Regions from separate parts of the Mus musculus genome. Here region 1 is linked to region 2. A link is a contact called in public promoter capture Hi-C data. All regions are on one chromosome and are shown on one strand. Each heading gives the region's core, a stretch centred on a gene start, on an enhancer-like site or on the middle of the called end of the contact. The rest is flanking DNA. Distances are from core to core; before and after follow the strand shown. Region 1 overlaps Ebf3 (early B cell factor 3). Region 2 holds the start of Mgmt (O-6-methylguanine-DNA methyltransferase).

What was found. Promoter capture Hi-C pulls out the DNA fragments that hold promoters and counts their contacts.
Region 1: a contact with region 2 is called in a promoter capture Hi-C map of neural stem cells. The contact joins the enhancer-like site here to the promoter of Mgmt in region 2. A contact is called at or near these places in 4 of 39 promoter capture datasets (3T3-L1-derived adipocytes, HPC-7-derived erythroid cells, neural stem cells and 1 more) and 2 of 115 datasets of contacts at active chromatin or transcription factors (both in embryonic stem cells).

What each region holds. Positions count from the first base shown.
Region 1 is chr7:137,219,995-137,223,204 of GRCm38.p6, forward strand. All of the region lies in intron 10 of Ebf3 (early B cell factor 3), which reads right to left. Among named protein-coding and RNA genes, the nearest start is that of Gm10578, 13 kb to the right of the region's middle. Within about 2 kb of position 1,732, at least 30 of the 459 cell types and tissues checked have an H3K27ac peak or open chromatin away from gene starts, as enhancers often do. A contact at or near this core is called in neural stem cells, where this site is marked.
Region 2 is chr7:136,892,803-136,895,926 of GRCm38.p6, forward strand. It overlaps Mgmt (O-6-methylguanine-DNA methyltransferase), which reads left to right and starts at 1,784. Exons shown (of 5, transcript NM_008598.3): 1 at 1,784-1,885.

The DNA of each region.
Region 1 (3,210 bases), core at 482-2,981, 330 kb after region 2:
AGCCAGTAGGATAGGATGTGTTCCTGGATTGTGCACAGCAGTGGCTTGGAGTGTAGGGCTGAAATAATTGGGTGGTTTGTGTTTAACATTCGGTTTAGCAGAATGCAAACGGCACGGATCGTGGGCGGCAATTTAGAATCATTTGTTCTGCGGATACAAATGATTGGTTGGGAGGACCACAGGCCAGGGAGAGAGGAAACTGGAGCTGTCCGGCTGTGGTGAAGGGTGTTTGAAATCCATAGTGTGGACAGAACCATGTCTAAATATTCACAAGCAACCTTTCCACGTGCCAGAAACACAAGGGTTTTCCCAGGTAAGGAGAAATGACATGGAAGGTGGAAGCCAGCCAGGAGACTCAACAAGAGTGAAACTGTCTCCTGACAGGTGCAGGATGGAGCTGGCACCCCTCAACGTGAAGCCAGGGTGGAGCTGGCACCCCTCAATATGAAGCCAGTTTTAAAACACAGTACAACCTCTTTCTAAAAAGACAAACCTAAACACTATCAGAGAGAACAGAAACTGCTTGCAATTACTGACTGAGGGATGGTCTCCCAAGCCTGACATCAAATGCACACATGTCTGTATGAAAAGATCCCCATCCAATGAACGCATCACAGACCTGGGGCCCTTCCAGATATCCACCGTGTGTCCACTTTAGATGGGCCTATGCTGCCTGCCAGCATCTTGTTGAGTGACTGGGCTCAGTCTGTTACTGGCGACATGTTGACTCCCGGTAATTTGTGATAATTTCTTTAATTGAGCAAAAAAGAATTCTCTAAAATGAGGGTGGGTCAATCAAACTTCAGGGCAGGAGGTCAGCCAAAAAAGCCCCCAAATGCCATTCCTGGTGTCTCGTGAACTAGGCTTAAACCCAGGCCACAGCAGCAGCCTCTGCTCCTTTGCTAATCAGGAAACATTTTGCCAAATGTCCATTGTAAGCCCCCCTCCCTCTCCCCCTCTCTCCATCCTTCCCTCCCCCCACCCAATACACTTCATACTTGAGAACAGGCCTGCAAAAGGCGTTTTCATGAGAACATAATCTCAATTAGAAGCTTACAAATTCCAACCCAACTTAATCAGGTAATGCCATAACGTTTCTATTCTAATTAAAAAATAATTTCTTTTATTACTCTTAACAATGCAATGTGTTTGTAGCAGTAAAAATATGAGAGCAAAAGCTGCTCGATTTTGCCTATATGGTAAGTTCCTCAGGTAGGCAACTGCGGGACTGTTTAATTATTATTAAACAAGTCAATGGTATGCTATTAGACAAATATTAAAACAAGCATTGCACTTGGTTATTAATTTGAACTATTCACTTTTAAATGCAGCAAATATCTCATTAATTTAATTTTAGGTGCCCACCAGTTTATATTGCATTTTACAGTCTAAAGGCAATTTACTATTAACTGGCAATTACATACACAGTGACTGTTAATTCTGCTTCTAAGTGCTAGCCGCTTGGAAATTGTTCTCTCTCTCTAATTTCTGACCTTCTTACAGCAGGGGTGAGGCTCGCTGGGAATACAGAGAACTCCTATGGAAGAGCTGGACATGTCATTTGTGGCTCATTCTTTTAATTCACCGTGCTAATCAACTGAACCGCCACAGTCTCCCAAGGTAATTGTGACTTGAGAGGGACTATGAACGGCAGCCAAGGGGCTAGATGGATGGGGCCTGGCCAGCCTTCCCCTTCCAGGGGCAGAGGCTGAGCACGACCACTCTGGGTTGACTAATAGGGTCTGGTTTTGAAAAATCTGGTGTTTCTCAGGTCACTGTAAACAGCTCATTTAGACCTCTGCCAAGTCCCTCCCAGCCTTTGGCAGGCTAGTGGCAGCCCCTCCTCCAAGCCCAGGTTCATTATCCAGTGGCCCTGCAGCCCCACAGCTGGCTTCATGCCGGGAAGGTTAAATGTGAAGGTGTCCCAGCAGCCTCCGGGGCCTGGGCACACTGATGGGAAACAGACGCCCAGGGGATGGCGCCCATGTTGTGACATCCAGAAGGACTGGCTCAGTTTTCATTGGGGAGAGGGAGTCCCTGTGATTACCTCATTGTCCCCATCAATTTCAGGGCAATGCAAATCAGACAGAAGCTTCCAGGCCAGACAGGTTATGACCCCACCTTTCCTCAGCTCCCTGAGAGTATAAAGCCCTGTATCCCTTACACACATGTGAAATGTATATTCCTGGTAATGATCACACACACACACACACACACACACACACACACACACACATACACACACACATATGCTAGTTAGCTAGCTAGCTAGTTAGTTTGGAAGGGCTGAGCTTGTACAGCCTTGAAACAAATGCTCACACATGAGGAAACAGGAAATCTCCAATCCCAGGGCAGGAGGACCTGAGTCTTGGACCTAAGAAGTCTAGTCAGGTTGAAAGTAGATGCAACCACGCAGGATGGACACTAAGCCTCCAGAAAGGCTTGTCGTGAGGTTATAACAAGCTCAGGAGACACTGCTGTCCTTTGGGAGGCAATGGACATTCTGGTCAAGGAGGGCATTCCACCGAGCCAGAGAGCAAGGAGCTTCAGAGAGCACCCTTCCCTACCCACCTGTCCTGGAGAGCTGATAATAGGGACAGCTACCAAATGGGCCCTATGGGTCCTGCCAGCCAATGACAAGCAACTCCTCCTACCCTCCACACCTGCATTTGTTCACAAGTGTTCAAACCAGGACCTATCTGTAGCACTGGGGACAGACACGGGCAAAGGAAGAAAATCAGGACCTGAATCTCTGTGCCTTAAAACTGCTTGTAAAAGTTTTGTTGTTTTTTTTTTTTAAAGAGAGAGGGGGCATGAGGGGGCACTTCTAAAAATCAGTCATCTTCAACATTCAAACCAAAACCCCAAGAATACAAAGACTCAGGGAAGAACTTGCCTAGAGCAGCCCCTAAGGAAACCAGCAGACCCTCCTAACAATCTCACTAGAGAACAAGGAGGACAGGCTGGTGAGAAGCAGGCCAGGCTTGCCAACTGTGGACACAGGCTCACTTGGGTGCCACCAGCCAAGCCAGGCCACATGAGCAGCATAGGGACTCACTCCACACCCAACCCTGCCATGTGTCCCTCAGCTCGCTGTCAGTACAAGAACAAGTGCACAAGATCTCCACATTCAAGGAGCTCAAACCATGAACAGACCCCACGGACCTCAGCGGAAGTCCAAGCTGTCGCTAACTTTCCACTGCTGATACT
Region 2 (3,124 bases), core at 534-3,033:
CTTACTCAATAGTCTGTTGCTATCCCAGGAGCCTGTGCAATATGCACGTATGGTCTACAAGTGCACAGCACAGATTCTTATGAAATTACTGTACGAGTGATAAACCGGAGGACCCAAGATAACCAAGAAGCAAGAGCAGGACCCAGGGTAAACTTTCATGTCTCTTGTCCCTGGGCAAGAATACCCCTCTCTGTCTGAGCACAGCGCTGGGGAGGTGGACTAGTTACTCACTTCATTACTATAACCAAATACCTGAAAGAAATCAAGGGCTGGAGAGGGGCGCTCTCGTTCAGAGAAAGGCTGAGCATCATTGAAGGGACAGCATGACAGCAGAATTAGCTGCTCAGGATGCAGAGAGAGTTGTGCTGGTGCTCTCTTTATCTTCTCCTTTGTTCCCTTCTCATTCAGTTTGGGATCTCAGTTCTTAGAGATGACACCACCCATATTGGGGGAGGGGAGCTCCAATGCCCAGAGGTGTGTCTCTGAGGTAATTACAAATCCAAGCAAGTTGTTGAGCGTAGACGACACAGAAGGACTCTGAGACTTGATTTGATCATCCCATGTATCTAGGAGTCTCGTTTATCTTCTATCAGCAGTTATTCTTAGCATGTCTGGAGGAGGTGACAGTGGAGGTGAGGAGGGGCGGCTTCAAAGGGTGAATGGTGGCCTCTGTGAGTCACTGGGGCTCCTCATACAACAAACCTTTGAGCAACGCTTCTAAAGGTGGTAGGTAAAATGTTGGCTCCTCCAGGTCACTGAACCAGGGTACTAGTAAGGACCAAATCCAGGCAGGAGAGCTGCACACTGGGAAGATGAAGGTCTCAACAAACAAAACCACAGCATGGTTCTTAGCATATGTGCACCTGGGATGGGACCCTGAAGTTAACAACACGTCTCTCTGAAGCTTTAGGACGATAACATTCCCTAAGGATTTTATGTCAATCAAGTCAGATACCATGGGGCGCCAATCAAGTACCACAAAGTGGGTGGCTTGAAAGAATGAAAATTTGTTTATAGTCCAGGAGGCTGGTAGTTCTCACCTCCTGCACAGCATCTGGTACACAGGTGTATCTGGCTTCTAGTTTTCTGTTCACAGGGACAGCAGTAATATCAGATTAGGACTCTCCTAACTAGTGACATCATCTTCAAGTGTCACCTCCGTGTTTTTCCAAATAAGGCCATTATGAGGTACAGAGGGAGAATTCCAACAAGGCTTTCTTGGTGGACAACATTTAAATCCTGTCATCTCACACCAGATGCTGGATACTCACACTAGCTGAACCACTACTGAGCCATTCCAATTCCAAGTGCCAAGAAGATCCTGAAAGAAAGCCCTGGCCCAGCTGGGCAGTGACTGGATTCCTAGTGGGCTTAACTCTTCCACCACCCTTTGGGTGCGCGCTGTTGGCAAATAGTGACTATGTCTCAGCGGGTAAACTGGGACTTGGGGTGGTGAGGTCGAGGTGAGAAGGTGCAGCTCAGCTCCGGTGGGATGATGCGGCCTGATGTCTAGGATGGGCAAAGAACCAGTTTCAGGTCTGGAAGAAGAGGCCTGCTCTAGGAACACGCACCCAGGGAGGAAGCACAGAGCGGCACCCTTGCGTCACACACTGGGCGTGCTTACACTCCCCGCCCCTTTTCCGGCAGCTCCCAGAGCCACGCCCCGCGTACCAGGCCCGCTTTACACCCTCGGACTACAAGCCCACAGCTCAGTAATCAACTGCACCCTGACTCCGCCCCCGCCCACCAGGCCCTGCCCCGTGCTAGGCCCCGCCCCCACCCCGTGCACGCGCCTGCGGCCCGTATTTCTCAGTGCCAGATCTTGGTGCTCAGGCACCTAAAACTTGTGTACCGTTCCCCGTTGCTGTCTGCAGTTTGCAAGCTGGTGAGTTTTGGGGCACTGTGTGGGGCCCTCTCTGGAGAGAGCCGAAGTCCAGGGAGACAGTCGTGGCTCTGAGTTGTCCTAAGGACTCCTTCCTTTCTCTAGGACCTCAGCCCCTTCTGTACAGGCTGCCCTACTTCCCTTGGCCCCGGGGTTCGTGGGCAAGTCTGCCTGGTGACTGGGCATGTCTCCTGCCACACCTCCAGATGCCCAACACTTCTCAAGTCTCTGCTGGATCCATGCAGGTCCCCTGGCCATACTCTTTCCCTTCACTGGTGACCAGGGGGTGGGGATCCCGCTTCACCTTTCTTTCAGGAAGCTTCCAGAAGCTCCTCAGCTTGTAGCTCAGATCTGCTTGTAGTAGGCCCATACTTCTCATAGCTCCTTCTTTCTTGAGAGTAGGAGAAAATAACCAGGCCCCGGGGTCCTGCAACATCATGGCTGGTGCTAGGCACACCTGGTTAAAACCTCAGAGAGTAAACAAACAGTACATTCGCTCCGCGCCCAGTGGGTCTAGGTTTTTGTTCTGTACATTTTATTCTGAGCTGCCTCATCCAGACCCTGATTGTGAGTTCAGAGAAGTAAGGTTTGAGTGTACGTGTGCGTGCACACGTTTGGCTGGACCCTCCTCAGACACAGACAGGAGCTTGTGGAAAGGGTATTCTACAACCTGCAGAGTCTCTGTAGACAGACCTGCTCTTCATTTCACTTCCCTGACAGGTGATCCCAGATGATTTTAACTTCATGTGTCTCTCAGTATCTGCAGCACTTGTCGTAGGGTGCTGGGTGTGGGGGATGTGAGAAGCCTGGCCTGTGGTCAGTGTCCTGTAAGCTTAGGCATGTCATCTGAGCATTTGACAGGACCTAGAGCCTGAGAGTGGCTGGACAGAATGGTCTGCACAAATGCCCTGCCTGAGGCTCCACCCACTCTGGGCCACTCTGGGTATTGACATAGTTTGGTACTGTCTGAGGTCTAGAGGAGCCAGGCCACAAGGATCTATGGGAGTAATTTTTTTTTCAATTAGAGGGAAAAATCTGTCATAATAAGAGTTTGACTAATATGTGGTATGTCTTTGAAGAAGTTTCTGCTGTTACCATGGTTTAAGAAGCAGAGTCTCAGGTGTTGTGGTAAGGTGGCTGTGTCTTGTACAGCAACTTCTTTCTGTGGAGAGCAAAAGGCACCGATCTTTGGGTCCTGTTCTAGATCAGTGGGCCCCATCTGAGCCTGTCTCTACTCCCTCA